Linked DNA regions of Danio rerio: all the other regions are linked to region 2. The links are chromatin contacts, called in public Hi-C maps. All regions are on one chromosome and are shown on one strand. Each heading gives the region's core, a stretch centred on a gene start, on an enhancer-like site or on the middle of the called end of the contact. The rest is flanking DNA. Distances are from core to core; before and after follow the strand shown.

The links. Hi-C and Micro-C count contacts between places; a contact is called where the count stands out from the background.
Region 1: a contact with region 2 is called in a Hi-C map of hematopoietic stem cells, with 2.6 times the contacts expected there. The contact joins the promoter of ptbp1a here to the promoter of eif5a2 in region 2. A contact is called at or near these places in 3 of 18 Hi-C or Micro-C datasets (caudal fin, hematopoietic stem cells and an unstated tissue) and 1 of 4 datasets of contacts at active chromatin or transcription factors (embryo).
Region 3: a contact with region 2 is called in a Hi-C map of embryo, with 2.4 times the contacts expected there. The contact joins the enhancer-like site here to the promoter of eif5a2 in region 2. A contact is called at or near these places in 2 of 18 Hi-C or Micro-C datasets (caudal fin and embryo) and 1 of 4 datasets of contacts at active chromatin or transcription factors (embryo).

The regions. Positions count from the first base shown.
Region 1 is chr2:29,624,448-29,628,496 of GRCz12tu, reverse strand. It overlaps ptbp1a (polypyrimidine tract binding protein 1a), which reads right to left and starts at 1,279. Exons shown (of 16, transcript NM_001020477.1): 1 at 1,254-1,279; 2 at 285-338. The coding sequence starts at 1,261. LOC137487469 (a long non-coding RNA gene) reads left to right here and starts at 1,490. Exons shown (of 7, transcript XR_011006066.2): 1 at 1,490-1,654; 2 at 1,809-2,019; 3 at 2,281-2,332.
Region 2 is chr2:29,175,552-29,179,387 of GRCz12tu, reverse strand. eif5a2 (eukaryotic translation initiation factor 5A2) reads right to left here and starts at 2,388. Exons shown (of 5, transcript NM_213262.1): 1 at 2,203-2,388; 2 at 1,027-1,215; 3 at 811-915; 4 at 554-685. The coding sequence starts at 1,194. slc2a2 (solute carrier family 2 member 2) reads right to left here. Exons shown (of 11, transcript NM_001042721.1): 11 at 3,702-3,836.
Region 3 is chr2:29,479,631-29,483,518 of GRCz12tu, reverse strand. All of the region lies in intron 6 of grin3ba (glutamate receptor, ionotropic, N-methyl-D-aspartate 3Ba), which reads right to left. Among named protein-coding and RNA genes, the nearest start is that of plppr3a, 36 kb to the left of the region's middle. Within about 2 kb of position 1,633, at least 3 of the 62 cell types and tissues checked have an H3K27ac peak or open chromatin away from gene starts, as enhancers often do.

The sequences.
Region 1 (4,049 bases), core at 30-2,529, 450 kb before region 2:
TTAGCCCAATTGGACAAACAATACAAAATGTGAATAATAAAACCAAAATTGTCAAAACAGAACAAGCCGGAACTACAACTGGCGGTTGCACAAGGAGTTGAATTTCAGGATGCAACCTGATATAAAAGGCAAACTGAAAAACAAAGCAAGCCTGTTTGGCCACTCTTCCTCCTAATCACATGCATCAATAGGTTTCACCGCTTATCTTGAATTCTTAAAGTTTACTCAGATGATATTGAAGCAAATACACTAGTTTACACAAATGTGCATAATGCTAAACTTACTCTATTTCAGTGACGTAACTGGATCCCAGAGGATACAGATCAGTCTCTAAACGGCTGCAAAAGATAAAAACACAGGATTTGCATAAAGTACTGTCATTTACTCAAATTCATGGTTAAATCATATTGTCATTTTGATCAAATAAAAATAAAACTCGCTAAACTTCATGACAAGTTTCTTGACTTTATCATTGTAGGCTGAAGCCTGTCAATCTGCCTAACAACTCGCTTTCTAGTCTACTAATGAAAATGACATGTTCAAGCAAAACATCTATTGAGGATGCAAGCTACCTTTTATAACAGCATAATGCAATGCGCAGGACTCAATCATACCATCGTAATTACAGGTGAATAAAACGTTACATAAATCAAACATTCAAGTTTTCGCAGATCTGTTCTGAACAATGAGTGACATCTTCCCCGCGTCCTTACCCAAACCACTTAATGTATTCGTACAATTAAACATGCATCAAAGTAACTTAGTAATTCCTGGAACATATTTAACGTGCATACATACGACCAAAGGTGGATTAAAGTTGAACTGGCATCGCTTTAGCAGGCTAGCAGGTAATTAGCTAGCCACCCAACAACAATGCGGAAACTGAGACACGTTGGTTGCCAAATAGTGGCTGTTCTGCCGCTTCGGTACAATACAAACCCAAATGGACATTTTCAGCTTGCAAGTACGGTTAAAACAAACCGCTTGCTTGTATTTTAAGGAATCCGTATTAACTAAACTATACTTGCAACCGGTTGCTGATCAGTTTGGTTGAACTTTTTGGTCTCTTCCGGCACGGGAGACATTAAGAACGGCAGAGACGAGTCAAAAATCCCCATTTTCACTTCACTTTGCGGCATTTAAGACACTTAAACCGTGCTTAATTTATTAAATAACCGATATAAACCAATGAGCAAACGAAAAATGTGTGTTTAATAGATATTATAGTTGGAATGATGGTGTTTTCAACTTACCCGTCCATGGCACTACACAAAACTACAGGTTGTCGTAGACGGGAGGTAGACCTGCTAGTATTTCTTATATCCTTACAAAATGGCGGAGGGGGGATTGTCGCTTTTTGATTGGTCGTTCGACCCCGGAGGAGCAAGTGTGGGCGGGAGCTTACGTGTTCTTGGACAACGGGGTTGGAGAGAAGGGCTGTCAATCTGGAAAGGCGGTCAGAAAAAGTTTGCGAAAACTTTTCTCCGTTTCCACCATGAGAAATGAAGTTGAAGAGTGAACTGAGCTTGAACCCAACATGAGCAACAACACATCTCGAGCAAAGAGTAAACCAGACACAAGCTACCTACGTGACGGTTTGTTAAGCTGTAACTTAATAGGATAAACGACAGCACTATTATGACATATTAACAAAGTAGGTTTGCCTGTGAAAGACATACTATTATATGTAATGCACATATTATCAGACCTTTTAATAATCAAATATGTCACTAGAAAAAAATACAGTAGGTTATTAGACCAATTCTAGCACATTTTAAATATCGTACATGAATGGTTTTGTTTCCCAGAAATGCGTTGAGGCTGGAAGGTCATCCGCTGCGTAAAAATGTGCTGGATAAGTTGGCGGTTCATTCCGCTGTGGCGACCCCGGATAAATAAAGGGACTAAGCTGACAAGAATTTGAACAAGGTTTTGTGTGAAAGTCAGATATCCAGGAACCATCATGAGGGCACAAGGAACTGCTATGGGGTCCTTGAAAAAGGGAGAAAATGTCAACAGGTAATATTAATGTTAAAGGTTAAATTATTATAATGTGATTTAAATTAAACTGGAACAATATGACAAGAACCAGCTTTAAAATTTTTATAAAAACGTACATGCAGTTTTATCGTTGAGACATTTCTGCAATCAGCTGGCCATATCATTGTTTGATTCATAGACAAATTAAACAATTATCTGGCCAGCTGATTACACACATGCTCATGAACATACTTGAACATTTTCCCCGTATTCAGGTGATATTTTATTATTCTTCCCCAGTTCAGACAAAATCACATTTGAGGATTTTAAAAAGCCGAACAAGAACAAAAAGGTATGAAAAGAATGTCCCTTTAAGCAATTACAACAGAAGTATAAAAAAAGATTCAGTTTCCCCTCACATCATGAGACGGGGCGCAGACAGTACTGTTTTGAAGGAAAGTGGGAGTTTGTCTTTCTGGGTTTACGTTCTTGAGAGGCTGTGATTGTCAAGATCTTTGACCTTGTATATCCTGATAGGCCAGTGCTATGTAGTAAGCTTCTGCACATCCAACTCAAAGTCCTTATTGCCAATCTCAGCATTACAACTCTGTCATAACCAGGAAGACACTTGGCTTCAATTTACCCTACTGGTTGTTGTTTTTTTTTCCAGTTGGTCGACCAGCCTGGTTTTAAAGGGGTTTTGGCTATTGCCAGGTTAGTTTTATAATAATTCCTTTTTTTCAGCTTAGATAGGCTGGTCAAACTGGTTTTGGCTAGTCTCCCAGCTTGGATAGTCTTGTCAAGCTAGTTTTCATCTGGTCTCTCAGCCTGACCAGTTAAGACAGACTGTAAATGGCTAAAACCAGACCAGCCATGAAATGTCCAAAACCTCTTTAAAATTAGGCTGGTCAACCAGCAGGTTAGACCTGTCTGAAGCGATAAAAACACATCTTGTACATGAGGCAGTTGAGCAGGACAGGAGAACCCTCAAAGCCCACATGAAACTCCCTGGTGGGTGTGTAATAATCATGTCCCCTTATGTGCGTCCCTGTGTCTGTGCTTCCACTAATACGCACATCCACAGGAATTTATTAATGTGATCAGATAAATATCTGGTCAATCCACCAAAGATTACCAAGACGTAGCTCACATTCAGCTCTTGCATAATCTCATAAACCTTCCTTTCTTTACTCTAGAGATGTGAGCATTAATACCCACCCACCCCCACCAAAACTGAAAAAAAACAAATAAATAAAAAAAAACATTATCTTCCTGGGGTGATTTTTAAAAATGTTCTGATTTAGATGATGTTAACGTCTTATTGTTCAAAACATATTAAAAACATATCTTTTTTATTTTAAGAAACTAGTAACATGCAGATCTTGTATTAAAAAAAAAACTCTTATCATCATAAACTGTACTGTTATACACTGGAGACAAGTAGGCTGTTTTTCACTGCTGACGTTAATGTAGTAACCTATTTTCATATACGATCAATCTGCACTTAGAATAATTAGAATTATGATTAAACGTATAATAAAGTCACTCTCTGCAACTCTCACATGACTGCCCACTGAAGCTAAGCAAGGCTGGGCCTGGTCAGTACCTGGATGGGAGACCACATGGGAAAGTTAGGTTGCTGCTAGAAGTGGTGTAAGCAGGACCACCAGGGGGCGCTCAACTTATGGTCTGCGTGTGTCCCAATAAGTATATTGATGGGGGCTCAATACTGCTCAGTGAGAGCTTTTGGATGAGATATTAGGTCTACTAATCCATCCCATGTCATAATTGGTTTCATCACTGTCTCCTCTGCACCAATCAGCTAGTATGTGGTGGGCGGTCTGGTGCAATATGGCTCCCGTTGCATCATCCAGGTGGATGCTGCATGCTAGTGGTGGATGAGGAGATTCCCCCCAAAAATGTGTAAAGTACTTTGAGTGTCCAGAAACGTGCTATATAAATGGAAGGAATTTTTTTTTTATATTAATAAAACTATACTTTGTTATAAACTATCTCCATTTTGCAACATGTCAATATGTGATAATTGTGTTTATCATGATCAAAGCTTC
Region 2 (3,836 bases), core at 1,139-3,638:
GATTTTACTTTGTTGTTAAAGTATCTGTCAAGTATCTAAAAATATATAGATAAGCTAAATGAATTAAGTCAACTAATAAACATTAAAAGTTGATGAAGCTAATGTTTCCTTGCTTCTTACACATTTAATATGCAGTTCATACACATGTACATCAATAATGGTTATCTTAATGAATATGCAGTATTAGAATTCCAATCTAAATGGTGTGTTTTTTAGTCTTCAATGAGGCAGGCTTAAGCAATATAACATTACATAAATGAACTACCTAATGCTATTAAATTCCTCTGAAGCCACAGCTATTTTGTGAATTTCCAAGAGAAGCGTTAGAAATTTAGGGAAAATTTGGGCTTTACAACTTAAAATTATGAGTTCTAGAATGTAAATGACTTTTGAATTAAACACATGAAAGCATCTTTTTAAACAGATGCTCAGTTTTTATTTCAACAAAGGATTGCTAGGATTTAAATGGTCTTAATCTTAAGTATATCTTCAATAATTTTTTTTTTAAAAATTAGCTCAGGTTAGACATAAATCTGAAAGCAAAGTTACAAACCAGAAATTCATCTCCAGATTCAAATTTGCTCTCTATTTCTTTGCCCAGATCGCCTTCAGGCAGCTTGAGGTCATCACGCAAGTCTCCATTGTCCTTCATAAGGGAAAGGTAACCATCGATAATGCCAACCAACTTTGCAATAGGAAAGCAGGGAGAAAAAAGCACATTATTTAAAATGCCACAGCAAATCAAATGTAGATGCTTCCATTGTGGAATAATAATAATTAAAAAAAACTGTTAAATTTGTTAGAACTCACTTGGTAATCCTGTCTCTTGATGTTAGGAACGTCCATGTTGTGGGTGGAGGGACAGATATCTTCATTTTTCTTTCCAGTAAATATGTCAATTCCAACCATGTGCACCTGGCAATGAAATGAAGTATTAATAATGATTACAAGTTTGATAATATGCATGGGTCATGACTTTTGGCCTTCGATCAAAAGCTTTTGGCAGTAAGTTTATTAATACGACACCTTGGCATGTCCATGCTTGCCAGTCTTGGAGGTAGACATCTCCACAATTTTGCATGGACGTCCCTTGAGCACCACAAAGCCGTTCTTCCGCAGGGCACTGCACTGCATGGGAAAGGTCAGGGAAGCTCCAGCATCTCCACTGGTGAAATCAGTATCCAGATCAGCCATGATGGGTTATCGAAGAAGTTTCTGTGCAGAGAAAACATGGTGTTATCACCAGCATGTGCTTGCACATGAAAGAGCACATGGCACATGTAGTGGAGAACAGAAGGTATTGCCATGATAGTACTTCGACATAAGTTAGATAATGTTTTTGTACATTGTATTCCAAGGTACCATGTTTTAAAATGAAAAGAAGCCATACAGTGCAATTACAAAAACAGAACGTTTTTAGAGCTCCTAATGGAAGATTTCATTCAAATGTGGATGAATCATCGTTTGCTCATACACGTGTCGTATCAAACCTGTAGCACCTTTGCTCTGTGAAACACAAATATCAAGTTTTCCCAAAACGTTTACAATTGAGGTAAAAAAAAAAAACAAACAAACAAAAAAACAAACTTTGACTATCAAGTTAGCTTGGATTAACCACAACGACGTTTTTCGTAAAAAAAACCATAATGGCTATCTCGTCAAGCGAGGTAAAACATTAAGTTAGCTGCTTAACGTTACCAAAGCGTTTATAGAAATGATTAATTTGCCCGGTAACTTGTAAGTTGAATAGATTTAACAGAGCAAGTTGAAGGCTAACACATGTGACCTAGCTGAAGAGCTATAACAGGCTAGCGTAACAAAAACGTTGACGAAGTACACGCATAAATACACGCAATTACTAACGTTCTTGTAAATATAAACAAATCTATTCGTTACAAACTCGTTTACGTTGAATCGAGTCGTCTAAGAGAGTTTAGCTGGATGAATGACTCACTTTCCAGCGGCACACAAAGTTAACCGGAACTAACGCTACGGAGTTGCCCGATTCATTGAAACGATCTTTATTATTTCATAAAACCTATAAACGTCGCTTTAGTTCGAGAACAAAACCTATTTTTTGGCCCGTCATTTATTACGAAGTAAGCGGAGATGTTAATCTGAACCTAGAACTTTTGTCAGGCCGTCTAACGTTAGCTTTGCATCAGCTTGACACACATGGAAAAAAATAAAACAACTCCACACCCAAACGCTCTGATCACACAATCGACCGCTTCGGCACACCGTCTTCAATCACCAAATCCTCTTCAAGAGTTGAATCCGGCCTCTGTACTTTATTCAGAGGATTCGACTAGAAATGTAGCGATGCTGGAGCGGAGAGCATTAAAAACGCCAGTCATTCCCTTCCAACAAAAGACGGAGAGACCTGCGCATGCGCGTGCGTGCACCTTTACTGCAACGAGTTTCACATGCACGAGGAGAAACTGCTTCAGCTGCGCAGTGGCAAATTTAAGCGGGACACTTATTATGAAACCCAAAACCATTCATGAAATTGTACAAAGGTTGAAGTCATCGTATTAAAACCCCAAAGCATTTGTTTTGGTAAAGAAATTTTGTAAAAATATTTTGATAAAAAAGTACATTTATTACTGAAAACACGTGGCAACTTCTCCTGACCTGACAATACTGAAATGGATAATGAGAGTATGTTAGTCAACATTTTCTCTTTTTTGCTTTATAGTTTAATAAACGCCAATATTGCGTTTCAGTTGCCAAAATGATGGTATGGGATATTATTTGTTTCTTAAGCACCAAGAAGGATTTCTAAAACATCTAAGGCAAAGGCAAGATATAAAGTATCACTGTTTTGATTACGTCATACGTAACACTATTTACTGTTTAAATGTTCGAAGAGATCTTGGAATAATATATTTGATAACATCGATTAGGAACAGTTTTGGCTTCTTCTGAAAAAAAAAAAGTTTATTTATATTTTTATAACGCTATCGAGGTCTCAATTAAAATTATGTATAACTGTTACCTAATAAAAACTAAACTAGCTAAATTTAATAACAATATTTCCTCTAAATGCTTATTTTGTGCTCAATATTATGAAATACTAAATCCTTCATTGTTGCAGTGCACTTACTGTAAAGTGTTTTGGGTTGACCTTTCCAATTTCATAAATAAACTCTCATTTCCAAACTTTTGTATTTCCCCCAAAAATTAATTTTTTGCTTACTCTCTGAGCTAAGATCCTTCTCATAGTAAATTTATTATTAATTTATTGCTTTTCTGGCTAAATTTTACATCCATAAATGTACATTTTCAAAAAAAAAAAAAAAAAAAAAAACTTTACTTTGTATTTTCAAAAAGTATTTTGATTTATAAATCATCTCCTTAAAAGACTAATACATATATTGCATGTAAAACTTTTTCTTGGAGAAAAACATTTAAACTTGTTTAATTTGCTGGAATTTTATTTATGTAACCCTTCTTTTTCTCTTTGTTCTTATTATATGTTTGTAAATATTCTTTCTTGCATAATTAAAAAAAATATTTGAGGAGACTCATTTCAAAACACTAATCAACCTTAAATCAAATGTTAGGTAAATAGTAATATACTGCAATTTGCAGACGCTTTCCAGGTACTTTGACACTAATCAAACTTTTGTATGGTATATATAATTGAAAAACACATGAAATGACAACACAAATTTAGGGCTTTAGGGCTCACCACTGAATTTTCAATTTTTATTTATTTATTCTATATGTATTAAATATAACACTTCAAGAATTTCAATAGCATCAAATGTACAAAAAATATTTTCAAATCGTCTTCAGATTATTTTTTTAGATATCTAGCTTAGGTAGTTGAA
Region 3 (3,888 bases), core at 384-2,883, 300 kb before region 2:
CTTGGGCAAGTTAAAAAATGCCAATTAACATGCAGGAATGAACCTCATTGGTTGTTGTGTACACAGCAAAAACTGGGGAGTTAAAATTTTGATGTTAAATCTTTCTGAGTTAATTTCAACTTTAAAAATGTAATTTTAATATATATAATGTAGAATCGTGTCAAGTGCTGGAGTTAGAGATACCAAGAAAGCACATTTGAGCTCCTGTGACTACATTTTAATGCATGTTTAATGAATGTCTATTTTCATATAGGGAATGAAGTCTGTCCACCAAACCATGCCTTTTCAGAAGACTTTGATTATAATTTCAATTCATGTGGATTTTTATTTATTTATCTATTTATCTATTTATTTATTTATTTATTTATTGTTTGTTTGTTCATTTAATAATTCATTGGTTCATTTATTTATTTGTTTATGTATTTATTTATTTATTTTGATTATGAATATTTTTAATTTACAGAGTTCTGGTTTTAATCGCTCAGAATCCATAAAAAGATAGGTTCATTTTCTTCCATGGTAAACAAAAGTCTTATGATTTTGAATCAACATGAAGGCAAGTAATGGTGAATTGTGATATTGCAACTATTAAAAAATGTATAAAAAATATAAAATAAAAAATATTTAATGGGCAGCTTATCAGCTAATTCAATGTTGCAAAAGATCATAAAGACTGGAGTAATGATGCTGAAAAAACTTTAAAATCGAAACAAAAATGTTATTTTAAATTGCAAGCTCAACAACCTTTGATCCCTATCAAAGAACCTTGCTGAGCATACGAACATTTATGTTAAAAAATAAATGAAAAAAAATATATAGGCCTATAGCTAGATCAAAAGATGTACAAGATTTATATAAGATATAGACAGTGTACTGCCAATAATAGAAGAAAATGAACAATTTTCACTGAGATGATGTTGCTCTCCGAAATTACAAGTACATGTCACAAGTAATTAGAAAGAAACAAAGTAACACATGACATTTGGAAGCAGAAAGCCTGAAATAGAATTTTCAATAATCTTTTTCTTTCATTTTTTTTTAAAAGAGTGTACTAGCTGGGAATATTAACAGGGCTGTACTGAGGCAAAAAACTTCACCCCTTGGATATATATAAGACCAGCCTGACCAAGCACTGAGGGTTTAACTCCGCCGGCTACTATTGATAGCCATTTGAAAGTAGCGGATGATGCAATAGATCTTTTGTGTAAGCAATGTATAAATCACAATAATACTTCATTTCATTTTATAGTAGATGGTTTTTACCAGCGCTCTTTTTTTTCTTCTTAAATGTGAATCCCGCCGGTTAGCTTTCTCCAGGCATTATAGACCTGACCCTTGGTTATTTCCCCCGCCGGGTTTTAAAATCCCCAACATACACAAAGAAATCCATCATTCCCCAGCAATATCTTTGATGTGGAGGGAGAAGGAGTCCTGCTGACTAGAACTAATCAGAATTTTATAAAGTATCACCATTATAATTGAAATTTAAGTCATGCTGACTTCATGTTCCACTTCCTGTCGCTCATATGTGACACTGTAATGCTATATAAGATGCACACACTGAGACCGCAGTCTGTGTGCCTGTGTGTTCATTCTCACCACATAAGAGAATTGGCTACAGCCCTTTATCATGATGTCATTTCCCAAGAGAGTGTTATCGGAGGCGATAGTGGCTAAAAGCACACGCATGCATATACGTACTGTACATGCCAAGGCCAGATGAAGTGTTCACTGCACTCCAGGCTGGCTGCTCAGATTTCATTACAATAATGTGTCAATGCTCTACTCTAAGATTCCACATGTTAAAAAGATTAGTTATGGATTTCTTAATTTTGGTATGTGCGTAATAATAATGAATAAATAAAAATGATTACATTTTGAATACAAATTACAAATGAATTTACTATCAGTAAGCACAAAGTAAGCCATTATATATATTCAAGTCAGTTTAAGTCAGAATTATTAGATTGTTTATTATATTATATTATATTATATTATATTATATTATATTATATTATATTATATTATATTATATTATATTATATTATATTATATTATACCATATTATATTTTATTATATTTTATTGCATTATATTATATTATATCATATCATATTATATTTTATTATACTATATTATATTATATTATATTTTACTATATTTTATTAAATTATATTATATTATATTATATTATATTATATTATATTATATTATATTATATTATATTATATCATGATATATTTTATTATACTATATTATATTATATTTTACTATATTATATTATATTATATTATATCATATTTTATTATATTTTATTGCATTATATAATATTATATTATATTGTATTATATCTTATTTTATTATATTACATTACATTACATTACATTATATTATATTATATTATATTATATTATATTATATTATATTATATTATATTATATTATAGTCAGACTGAAAATTAAAGTGGAAAAACAACAACTTTGATGTAATGTCTTTAAAACAAGTCAAAAGGAGACTCAGTAGTGTGTTTGGCCTCCCTACAACGCCTGGGCATGCTCTTGATGAGGTGCAAAAACATCAGCCAGAAAGCATAGGAACTGAGAAGTGGTCTGAGTCACCACCTGTAGAACCACTCCATTACTAGGAGTGTCTTGCTAATTGCATAATTTTCACCTGTTGCCGATTCCATTTACACCACAGCATGTGAAACTGTTGTCAATCAGTGCTGCTTCCTATAGCCGTCTTCACACTAGAGTTTGAGCTTGTGAAATTCTGTTGTATGGTGCAGCAAAAAGGGCTGTGATTTAACAAGATGATAAGACATTAATAAGTGTGAGTGATTGGACCATTTTTTACATTACTGATTTCGCAGGTCAGAGTTTACCAAGATTGAACTTTCCAAAGTATCGCACTGTGAAACTTGTTGCATGAGCTTGCGTCTCCTGTCTGTCGCATTCACATGCATATGAATGGAAGTCTATGGGATGAAAAGTGTAGTGCAACCAAAGCTTAGTGGTTTTATTTCACAGAAGTATGATTGATTAAGAGCTATATTGTGTTGTTTAAGTGTTCCCTTTATTTTTTTGAGCAGTGTATTTACTTTGCAATTTTTTTATATTGCATTTCTAATAAAAATAGTTTACAATTTTCTAATACAAATCATTACTATTATAATAATTAACTATTTTATAATACCATAAAACAAAACCTGACCCAAGTCTTAACCCTATTCCATCTCAATTCACACAGTATGAGCTGTATGCACACTGACTTTTCATTTTCAGCCAGACAGACTAAGGGCTTCCTGTGGACTGTCTTTCCATTACAAAATTGTCACGTTTAAGATCAGATTTAAAAAAAAAAATCAGCGATCTTCACTGCCTGTTAGATATACAATATGAAGTAGGTATCAGATCAGACAAGAAGCACTACATTAAAGTCCATTTCCCCCGAAATGTCTTTAAAATATGACAGTTTACCCCGGTATTTTCAATGTCACTTATGCGCTAGCCTGTTGCTACTGATGGTGCTAGCGGTTACAATGGTCTTTCATCTCATTTTACGCTTGAACAACTAAAGGATTGCTTAAGTCTATTTAACTGAATGTATTGTAATTACATTACAACATCGATGCTGTAAAAACAACCTTGTGAAATTGAAAATAGTCACATTAAGCATTTAGCGGAAGTTTATCATTGGCTTTAAAACTCTAGCTGTGCATAGGACACATTAACATACCTATATTGTACCTAACAATTAAACCTCAACCTAAATTGACGCTTCGCTAAGCCCCGCCCACCTAAGTTATTGTTGCTACTCCTGTCAAGCTTTCGTGGCTGGCACGTTTATTACAATATGTATGCGCTGGTGTCAGACATTGCCAGGGATA